2 separate regions of the Gossypium hirsutum genome follow, and region 1 is linked to region 2. The links are chromatin contacts, called in public Hi-C maps. All regions are on one chromosome and are shown on one strand. The core of a region is the stretch at or near the end of the contact, and the rest is flanking DNA. Distances in the headings are between cores, read along the strand shown.

Evidence for each region. Hi-C and Micro-C count contacts between places; a contact is called where the count stands out from the background.
Region 1: a contact with region 2 is called in a Hi-C map of leaf, with 3 times the contacts expected there. The contact joins the promoter of LOC107917874 here to the promoter of LOC107917869 in region 2. A contact is called at or near these places in 16 of 34 Hi-C or Micro-C datasets (anther, callus, fibers and 3 more).

What each region holds. Positions count from the first base shown.
Region 1 is chrA01:19,203,493-19,208,918 of Gossypium_hirsutum_v2.1, reverse strand. It overlaps LOC107917874 (AT-hook motif nuclear-localized protein 10), which reads right to left and starts at 2,748. Exons shown (of 6, transcript XM_016847247.2): 1 at 2,498-2,748; 2 at 1,285-1,918; 3 at 206-258. The coding sequence starts at 1,798.
Region 2 is chrA01:19,042,324-19,047,819 of Gossypium_hirsutum_v2.1, reverse strand. LOC107917869 (RNA-binding protein 24-B) reads right to left here and starts at 2,944. Exons shown (of 8, transcript XM_016847240.2): 1 at 1,853-2,944; 2 at 1,471-1,615; 3 at 776-899. The coding sequence starts at 2,083. It overlaps LOC107917912 (AT-rich interactive domain-containing protein 5), which reads right to left. Exons shown (of 14, transcript XM_041114599.1): 14 at 4,919-5,266. The coding sequence ends at 5,159.

The sequences.
Region 1 (5,426 bases), core at 1,499-3,998, 160 kb before region 2:
GAAGCAAATTAAATGAAAGAAGTTTCGGCAACTTATGACAGGCATATTTGCATCAAGCAAGAAGATGAACATGCCATTTATTAATAAATGGAATAAAAATGAATTTTCAGAATGGTTGACTCTAGCATATAAGAGCAATAAGAAAACGTTTTCCACATAAACCAGGAAAAGTGGTAAGGGAAGTTAAAAAGGAAAAAAGAGAAACCTCTCCCACTTTAACAGTGATAACATGGGGCGTAAATCCAACTCTGGGTGATCCTGCAAAAAGAGAACAATTTAGTGAAATATGTCAGCTACAAAGATAGCTCAGGCTTCTAAGAATCTTCTTTAAAAAATAAAATAAAATAAAAACTTGATAGTCATAGAATGACTATGCTTCATATTGAAAAAGTAATTGAAGGAAAAAAACAAAAGGAAAGAAAAGAACAAAAATCTTGTAATAACAAGAAAGCTGCAATCCTTCAGTATTATTCAAGAATGTTTATGTACATATTATATATATTTATAAAAGCACTCTTGGTAGATGTTAATTGCTAGCTAGCTGCTATTGACATAAGAGAGTGAAGATATAGAAAAACAAGAAAGGGGACACAGAAAAATGAGGCAAGGGCATGGCGGCATGCATATAAGTGATTTGGGAAAGATAAGAATCTGAAGTCTAAAGTCAGATAGAACAGATCCCAAGTCTAAAGTTAGAAGTCTATCTTACAATACAGACAACAGATGCAGATGTGATTCCACAGCATCACAGGTATTTACGTGTTGATATTTGGAATATTAGTTTGATTATCCTTATATAATCTCTTTAAGACTTCCAGTCTTCTACTAATTAGTGGTAAATACTGGTAAGTACTACAGTACTATTAATATTTATTATTACTCAGCAAAGCATCTTGGGTTCCATCCTGTCAGAAATCAGAACCCAGAATCGAGACTACTCCCTACAAATCATCACCAACACCAAAAACATAAACATAAACAAAACTAAAACCATCACTCCTTTATTATTTTTACCGCACTACCCATTTGTTCTCCTCACCTGCCATCCACATCCCACCCACGTGTGTTTGTCTATATATAACACAAAACAGAGTAAAAATGAAAAAGCAGGGAAATCAGATCCTTCCTCTTAGATCTTAATTCCTAAGTATAGTGGCATTTCGAGAACAAGGTAGAAAACAGAAAATGTCGTGCTTTTACCAATCCAAAGCAAAAAAAGACATTCATCAAATTAAACGATTAAAATGCTTTATTCGCGTATCAACTATCAAGAGAAAAGAGTACCCAGAGCTTCAAGTTGATTCTTCTTATTGCAGGAACCACGCGGTCTTCCCCTAGCTTTCTTTCCTGAAGTTGGTGAAGAGGCTGATCCTCCTGAAGGAGGTGGCGGAGGAGTTGGTGAGGGGAATCCTCCTCCACTATTAGATTGGGTTACGCTGACAGAGGAAGGAGCTGGTATAAGAGACAACGGCATGGTACTTTCCGGCCCATACTTCCTGGGCCTCCCTCTCTTCCTCTTCAAGGGTTCGCTCCCCATGCTCATGCTCATGTTCAGAGCTTGCCCTTGTTCTTGAGTGACCGCAGGTCCACCAGCGGACCCCTCGGCCCCACCATCGCCGGAAGCTGGCTGATATGTGAGTGAGGCGGAAGTGATGGGCTTGTACACAGCTGTTCCGTCAGACCTAAAGGCTAAACGCATGTTCTGTATCACCGGTTGTGACGCCACCGGACTCTTCTGTTGCATGCCCAAGCTGTAGGGCTCTCTACTCGCCATCATTCCCGTCTCAGATCCCGACATTCTTCTCCTTTTTCTGTTTGGTGTTTAAAATTGAATTATATATGCTTTTTCAGTTCTTTCCTTTGCTCGTTCCTAAGTAATTCATTAGATCACGAAGCAGCAGCAACAGCAGAGAAGAACCTAATTTTTTAAACAGAAAAATATAATAATCTCAAACATGAAATGCTATACTCATGCTGACTGTTAAGAATTATTGTTCAAAAGAACTCACTCACTGTTTGGTGCACTGAACTCTCACTACTTGAACTCGAACTCGAGAAGTGCAGATTTTTGAAAATGTTTGTATAAATTAAAATGGAGTTTCAAATTTCAACTTGAGCGAGGAACTGTCAGTTGATCAAGCTTTCAAAATTCACTGAAAAAAAAAATTGAGCCTAACAAGCTACCTTGCTCTTAAATCCCAGGTGAAAAATCTATATGCAAAAAAGTAGAATTTACTCATCGCCAAATTTAAACCCTAATAACTGTTGCAATCCTTTCAGTTTTAGTCCCCAAATCTACTCAATTCCATTTTTCTTACAAAGATGAAGCTACAATTTTTTTAATAATGGCTAAAAAAACCCAGGAATTTCTGACCAATTTTACGGACAATTTTCAGAATTTTCGAAAAATTACAGTTTTATAACAAATATATAATCTATTATCCAAAAAAAACAGGAAATAGGAGAAAAAATACAAAAAAAAATGCCAATAACTTACCAATAAATAGGAAATTTTCAGAGACTAAGAGACGGATGAGAAAAAAAAAACGTAGGGATTCTGAAGGGAAAAGGCAAAGTAGCAGCAAACAACTTTTTCCAAAGAAATGCTAGAAATCTGAAATTTTTAGGCGCTGTATTTACTATTTAGTAGTATATTTTATTTCAGATATTTTTATTTTAAATATTTTAGTTTTTCTCTTTCTTTTTTTTTAAAGTAAATTTTTTGTTCTCTTTCTCTGTGTTTTTTTCTATTTTTCTTTTCTTTTTCCCATTACTTAAAGGGCTTTTATTTTAAAAGTAGACAATTAATATATAATTTTTTAATTCAGAAAAATAATATACTAAATCATTCTGTTTGTTATAGTCATAGTTAAGTAAACAGAAATTTATACATTAAATTCATTAAAAATATAAAAAATTAATAAATTATAAGGTAGAGTAAAAATATTTACATATATATATTTTTATGAAAAAAAGTCATTATTCTCTTTAAAAAAATTGGCAACGTAATTTTAGTGTAGAGTACAACTGTACAAGCTTTAATTTGCATTTACTCCAAGTCTCCCACGCCTTGATTAGAATTTAGAATGATAACGCGCTCGTTCCTTCTGTGTTATCTGTTGTAAACTAAAGCCTTCACTCTATGCTTCCTCACCTACTCGACTACTCGCTTCTTTCAAATTGCCACGTAATTTACGGCTTTAAAGATCCCCTACTTTCTTAGTTGTAAAGCGAACAAAGTACTGTAACCCGCTTTTGGCTCCAGTTACCTCTAATATTTTAAAATGATTTTCTTGTTTGAATTTTGAAATTATATTTTTAAGGGTAAAATATCGAGTTCTTCAATTTTCGGATGCTTTCATTTTTTCATCTAAATAAAAATAATTTTAATTTAATCATTATCATTAATAAAAATTTTCACCTATAACAAAAAATCTGATTTTACATACTAAATCTCACTCTAAAATACTTCTTTGATCAAGTCAAACTTGTTTGTCAATCACAGTTTTCTTTCATTTTTCTTTTTCTTGTATTTTGGGTCTTATTTATTCTTCTTCTTCTTCCCTCCCATGTCCGTGCTTCCAACGTCTAGCCCCTATAAGACACGGTACAAATTCCAACATACAGATATCCGTTGTTGCGCAAAGTACAATGACGATGGTCATTTAAATCATAAATTTTCGAATTCGTACATGTAGGCGTCGGTTTTATTAAAACATCTCTGGTTTTGGCACAAGGCTATCTTGGAAAGCTTCTCCCTTGATGCTTGTTGCAGGTAGAGAGCACATACAGTTTTTATGCAAAGTTTTGGATCCTTGCCAAAGGCCACGAGCATCTCCCCCTCAAATTCCCGATTCGACTTATGATTCCTTTTCCTTTTGAGTTGAGAGAGAATCATATCGAAGTCCACTTCATCATTTGAGTTACTTGAGACATCTTGTTGTTCGCTACGAGTATTATTGCAATCGGAATGTTCTTGCGACTCACTACAACTATAGTCACAACTGGTAATGTTGAAGCCCTCAACGATAAAACCATTAGGACTATCATCATCACTCTCATTGTCTGACCCAATCTCATCTTCAACACCCTCAGTTATAGGGCTTCGTTTGCGGAATTTACTTTCATCGTTCTTCCTCGAAGAAATTTTTTTTATTTCTTCTCCTTTAGATTATCTAAGTTGCTTTTGAGGGAATTAAGAAAGCAGTCATCTCCCTCAGGCCTGTTTAACACATGAATTATATATCATTTAGCATGTTGTAATTGTTGGTTGTATTTTGTTTTGGGATTTTAAACTTTTATGTTTTAATAAGTTTTTTTCATAAACTCTAGATTTTCTAGGCTTTGAAAATTTTTGGGTGTTAGAAGCAGTGAAGGAAAAAAGTTGGTTAGGGAAGAAGAAGATTGAATATGACCCAAAATAAAAGAGAATGAAAATGAAAGAAAATTTTGATTGGTGGAGAAGTTTGACTTGGTCAAAGAAGTATTCTATAGTGGGATGGGTTAGGTGATTAAAATGAAAAATTTCTCTAAGGTGATAAATTATAATTATTTTTATTTAAGTGATAAAAAATGAAGGTGCTCAAAAAACTTGGGTGACCAATTAAATAGTTTACCCTATTTTTTATTAAATAGTCAATACAGCTGATGCACGTATGAGTTATTTAAATTTTGTAGTAATAGTTTTAAGATTTAATATTAATGTGATTAGAAAATTAACACATAATAATTTTTATTTACAAAAAACACATAAAACTCAAAGTAATATCAAGTTAATCAACATCACATATAATATAAAGAAATATAAAATTATATTTACGGGAGATGAGTAAGATGGCAAACGTCTCTCCTATCTTAATCAGTGGTCGAGGGTTTAATCCTCGCCCTAGGTATAGAATAACTTTAAAATTTGTGGTCAACATCTACCCCTTAATAGGCTTAGAGAATACGAATGATTAATTAATAGGCTCGCTCCCTTAGATACCTTGAGAAATAAAAAGAATTATTACAATATATGTAGTAATTATATTTTGTCCGAATTAAATTTGGGTTGAGTTCTGATTGAGTGTGAATCTCTTTTTTTTTTATAGTGTTATCTTTAATATTTATTTGTCATAGATTTTATTTTTAAATATTATTTAAGTAGTGAATAAAAAGCCGACTATTAATTAGATTTTAGTGTAATTGATTGTAATTACACAAAACTGACATGTTTGGGTAACCGTTGTAATTGATGAGTATCACAGAATGAATGTAATTGGAACTCCTTAATTGCACCTTTCAATTCTTAGGGGTGAAAATTGGAGTAATTATACAGATAATTACATTCAAATTTAATTTTAGAAAATTAATTTTTATAAAATTTCTAAAAATTATATTATAAGTATGAGCAAATATGAATATTTGAGATAGTTATAACAAAAAAT
Region 2 (5,496 bases), core at 1,695-4,194:
AATATATGTTTCTGCCCTACTGTTTATGCTTGTGTGGAAACGTCTCAATCCATACATTACAACATTTTAAATGAAGAAAAAGCTTAACACAAAGTAGCCTAGAGATCTACAATGGAGTTTACCGAGACAAAAAAAGAAAAAATACTTGATTCTAAACTTTGTGTGCCAATCCTTTCAATTCCAAGCGGAAAATCCCAGGAAATTATCACATTAGACTTTAGAGACTCATAAAAAGGTGTCTGTCAAGCACTTATATCAAAGTCAATTGTAGGCAAAATCCCCAAAAAGAAACCTAATGCTCCATTTGGAAACATGAATTCAAAATTTTGGATTTGAAGTTTATTTACTATGTAAATGGTAATAACAAAATGCATGTATTATGGACAATTTAATCGGAATTCCATATAATATATATTTGACTGGTATAAAAACATGAATTTGTCAAATTCAAAAATATTTTAGTAATTTCAAATTTGCTACTAAATAGCAACCAACAAATCCATGGATTTGAGAAATAATTATGAATGTTACGTTTCTAAATATTTTACTTCTCAATATACAATATTTTTGAAATCCAAATCAAAATTCTAAAATCTAAGTTCCCAAATACTATCTAAAATAAAATTTCTTAGGCACTTAATAAAACAAAACTTGAATAATTATAAGTATAAATGATAAATGCTAGAATTTGATGTTCAACCAAGCCAAGCTCAATTGAATCATGATTGGAGCAACCAAAATAGTTAGAAACCCTTGAATCAGAAGCATAACTCACCCATAAGAAGGGTACATCAATCCTTGTTGATAATTGTAAGGAAGTGGAGGCTGATAGCCAATACTTCCAACATAAGCCCCTCGTGGCACACCTCCAATATATGGAGAAGCTGGTCTCAAACGTCCTATTAGAAAGACAACAAGGAATAAATAATTAGCCTGATCACCGAGTTTAACAGAAATGGGCACATTCAGAACTAACTGAAAAAAAAATTGAAAAATTAGTTCAACTATAAGTATAATAGCATCAGCTTGAAAGAGTTGAATGGAAACAAAATGAAACCACCCTACAAATTTCTACTAGAAGCAGAGATTTGGGCAATATAAAGTTATAAACAAGAAGAGACACTTTTGGCAAAGAAAGACAGTTTTAAATGAAAGGACATTTTCAACATCTGTGGTAAGAACGCAAACAGAAACCAAATTCAAAACCTATGTTACTCGGACTCAGGTGTGAGTGTCCGATACAGATGTGTAGTGGACCTGGGTTTATGGATAGATTTTTTCTATGCTTTTTCATTTATTTAGAGGATGAGAATCTTGGAGGCCATATGCCTGTAACCATGTGTCAGACACAAATACCTCAAATCGAAGAAAAGGGAATAGCATTTTTTTTCGAGTGAGCTGGAATAGCAGCAAATATTGTTACAGAAAATGTCACATGTTGAAAACGATAATGGTGTTAATCAGACTAACCGGACAGATTAGAGATGATACCGTAAGGAACAGGAGGTCGAGGACGGCCTAGAGAAGCCAAATTACAATTAGCACGCCTGCCATCAATAATTGGGGTCGGATCAGCACAGGCTCTCCTAGCAGACTCTGGATCCCGGAAAGTTACCTACACCCTCCATGCAAACCCAACAAGAAACCAAGTCACTCTAAAGTCAATAAAACCCCTTTAACTTACTACACATTGCTTCAGCATCAAAGCCTTGCTGCCACCCTTGATTTAGTACCAGTTTTATTTACATAATAACATGGACAGCCAAATGCAAAGTAGCATCTTATCATCATCAAACAGCAGCAAAGACAAAGAAATCTTTAAAAATTTAAAAAAAAAAACATTAACACTCACAAAACCATATCCTTTTGAACGGCCGGTGTTCTTATCAGTGATGACAACGGCTTCCACGATTTCACCAAACTGCTCGAAATATCGGCGCATGGTTTCGCTTTGAGTTTCCCAAGCGAGTCCCCCAACAAAGACCTTGGTGTATGTGGTATCTCCAAAAGGGGAATTCATGTATTGGAAGCCAGAACTCGAACTCGACCCCGAGCTCGGACCCGGAATTTGCTGAAACGCCATGACCACAGATGACCCAATTCAAATCCAGGGATACTAAGGAAAGGATCCAAGATTGATTGAAGGTGATCGACAAATCAAGTAAGAATGAGGTTAACCCCAGAATAGAGAGACTAAAGATACAATTTTTTCCCTTAAAAGAATGATAAAACCCTAGAAAAACCCTAGAATTGGAAGGAAAGATAAATTCGCAGAACCGTATGGGATTTAATGGAATAAAGGAGAAAAGGCAGAAAACCCTAGATGGGCCAAGAAGAGGGGTGAAGTGGAAAGTGGTGGGATTGGATGAAACATGCACTTTGGGGCTATATACACAGAGACAGTGAGGAACACAGAAAAGCAAAGCAAAGCAAAGAAAAGTGAAGGCTTGACAAAGTGAGGAACGGCTTACTATGTATGACAGGAAGAAAAGAGAAGGAAGGAAAAGAAGAAAACAGGAGGTGGGTGAGGATTGATTGATGGGTAGCAAACAGAGTGAAGAATCAAATTGTAATACCAGAATAAGGAGAAGATCAAAGACCCCTCAAGAAAACTCAGTAAGGTGAAGGGAAATAATAAGAAATTAACTCAGTTCATTGTTGTTGAGAGATGGAGGAGGAAGAAATAGAAGAGTGGTCATCATCATCAAGGAAGAGCAATAAAGGGGAGAAAGAAAGAAAGAAAAAAAAAAGAAGGAAAAGGCGCAAAGGGAAGAGAGGAGAGGCTTAGTGCTGGAGAGTTCTGAAACAAAGCAATGGCAATTAGCAAAGACAGCTTGGTTGGGGTGGGGACTCGGGACCTACTATCCCCTATTTCAATGGCTAATCCAGTTGCCTGTCTCTCTATCTCTCGCCTCTTGTAACTGATCTCGCTCTTCTTTTCACTCTACTAACTCCAAATTAAATCAAATGGGATTAAATTTTAAAGCATAAAAAATTAATATTTATTTTTCAGTCATAAAATTCCAACATTTTTATTAAATAAACATCCATTCTACTCACGATAATTAAACAGACAATTCTTGCAGTACTGCTACTGATTTTGTCTGACTTGAAATTCACTATTCTTCAACCACACTCGCAGTAACAAATGGGAATAAGAAGTCTCCTGGCTTTCCAATTCTCTACTTAGAATCCCATTTTAATTGGTAATTTGTGTAGCTTTTTTGTTTTTTAATAATAATAATTTACCGAGTGTTCATAACATAAATAAGTGGTGAGATGGACAATTTAGTTCCTGAATAGTAGTATACATGTGTTGTAGTGTACATATATATATTATTATTAATAAAGAGTACGGTAGGGGTGGAAATGGATAAAGCTGAAGGAGCTGTCCAAGTAAAGTCAGTAAATTGAAAGGGACCCTCAGAAAAAAGGATGATGCTGCTTGCGACAATTATGCATTATTGTTTTTCTTTCATTGAACCCGGTAGGTATATATTTTTTGCAAATAAAACCTTAATAATATATTGTAAGAAAAAAAAACCCAAACATTGTGACCCAATCATCTCCTCTAAAACCCCGCGAATACAGATTAACTTGAAACAAAAATAGTCAAACAAACCCGCGATTCAAGTGCTTGGATTAGAGATGCTATGAGCACACCAGGAAATAAATAAAAAGGGGGGGGAGAACAGTGCATAAAGATGTTAGAATGATGCAAAAGAAGAAACGAGAAGAAGAAGAAGAGAGGGTAATCGTTTTGTAGGTGAAAGAAACCAAGAATCAACAAAATCATCGGCATGAAAAAAATAGTACTAATAATTTATAAGAATGATGTGTGTGGACACAGAGGCCATAACATCTGTTGGCTGCCTGGCCTAGCATAAACCTAGACTAGGATATCATATCTGTCAGCTTATATTCTTAATTTTCTGACAACATTCTTAAACAGGAAAGTTTTTTTCTTTTTTTTTTTTTGGCTTCTTAATTCTTAATGGGTGTATCTTCCAATGGAGAAAGAGCTACATGCTACTCTAAATTCTGCAGTCATCTCCCAGATACACTCAATTTACTGTCACATACACAATACAACAGTTAGCATGTTGAGACTTTCAATTTTGTATGCTACATACATCATTCATCAGGAGCAGTCAATAGGCGGTCCTGAAGCGGCCAAGTCAAGTGTCATTCACACCGCAGTGCTGCAGCTATATTCGGGTTACACTTACTACATACATGATGATGATGATGATGATGATGATGATGATGATGATACATTTACAAATGCTAGCCACCCACCCAAACTCCCCCATTTCTATCATCACACTGACAGTGACTGATATATACTGTTGAGTTGGGAAAAAAATAATATTATTAACAGAAAATATGGTGAATGTTGTAGGTCCAACCCGAACGTTAAGGCCTTTTACTCCAAATTAACAACGATTAATCAATTTTGATTTGACTCCAGTTAAAGGAAGTGTTGGTACTCAATCTATATAACTAATAATCAAACAAAACGAATAAATGAAGTAAATATTATAAAGTTAACATACTTCCACAAAACAACAGAGCTTATGTTTGATTGGTTGATTTTCAAGCGATAAATATCCAGTTGCTGTTAGTGTCTGATAACAAAATCAGGAAAGCCTCAGTACGGTTGATTCTAATCTAGTTGATTAATATTAAAAGGTAACTTTTGTGCTTCAAATTTAATCATAATATCATTAATTAATTCTTTCAACTAGAATGTTGAGACGGCTTAAAAGGTAGAAAAAAGTCAACGTCAGTATTTCAGCCTTAATGACACTTTTAAAGTAGAAACCCCAAATGATTCCAAACTAAAATATAAGGACTAAATCCCAAATTTGAATCAGTAAAGGGACCAAAATCAGAAATTGACCAAACTAAACCATTGTTTGCACAAGTCTTTAACTTGCATTAATTTACCAAATCTCCGCTCTCCTTTTATCATTTGATTTTGAGGAGATTTTTAACTTCCCTTCACAAAGGGCTTTTCAACTAGTTCAGCGTTGATGAATAAAATCAAGCACAAGGAAAATTACAACTAATCCAACAATACCATAGTTTACTCCTAATTACATTAATCCTACAATGACTGTGGCCAACCAATCTAAACTAAACAACACGATGAGGTTCAAGCTGCTGATCCCTGCTCAAAAGGGACACGAACAAAGAGTCGACCATGCAAGCTCACAACAGCAGTTGTCAGAAGCGGATCAATTCTCGATGGTAAGTTCACTACCTGTACAAACCACACCAAATTAGGGTCAGGATCAGCTCACGAAGTATCTTTCTTTTGCTCCAATTTTATTTTCTGCTTCTTTTCCCTCTTGTTTCCACAACAAAAAACCGCCCTATTAAAGCAGCAGGCTTCTTCCTAAAACATTTTCATCTCGAATACAACAATAAACTTGGAAGAAACTGAACAAAATTAAGAATATCGATGCCCATCAAATATAGGGTTAATTCCTC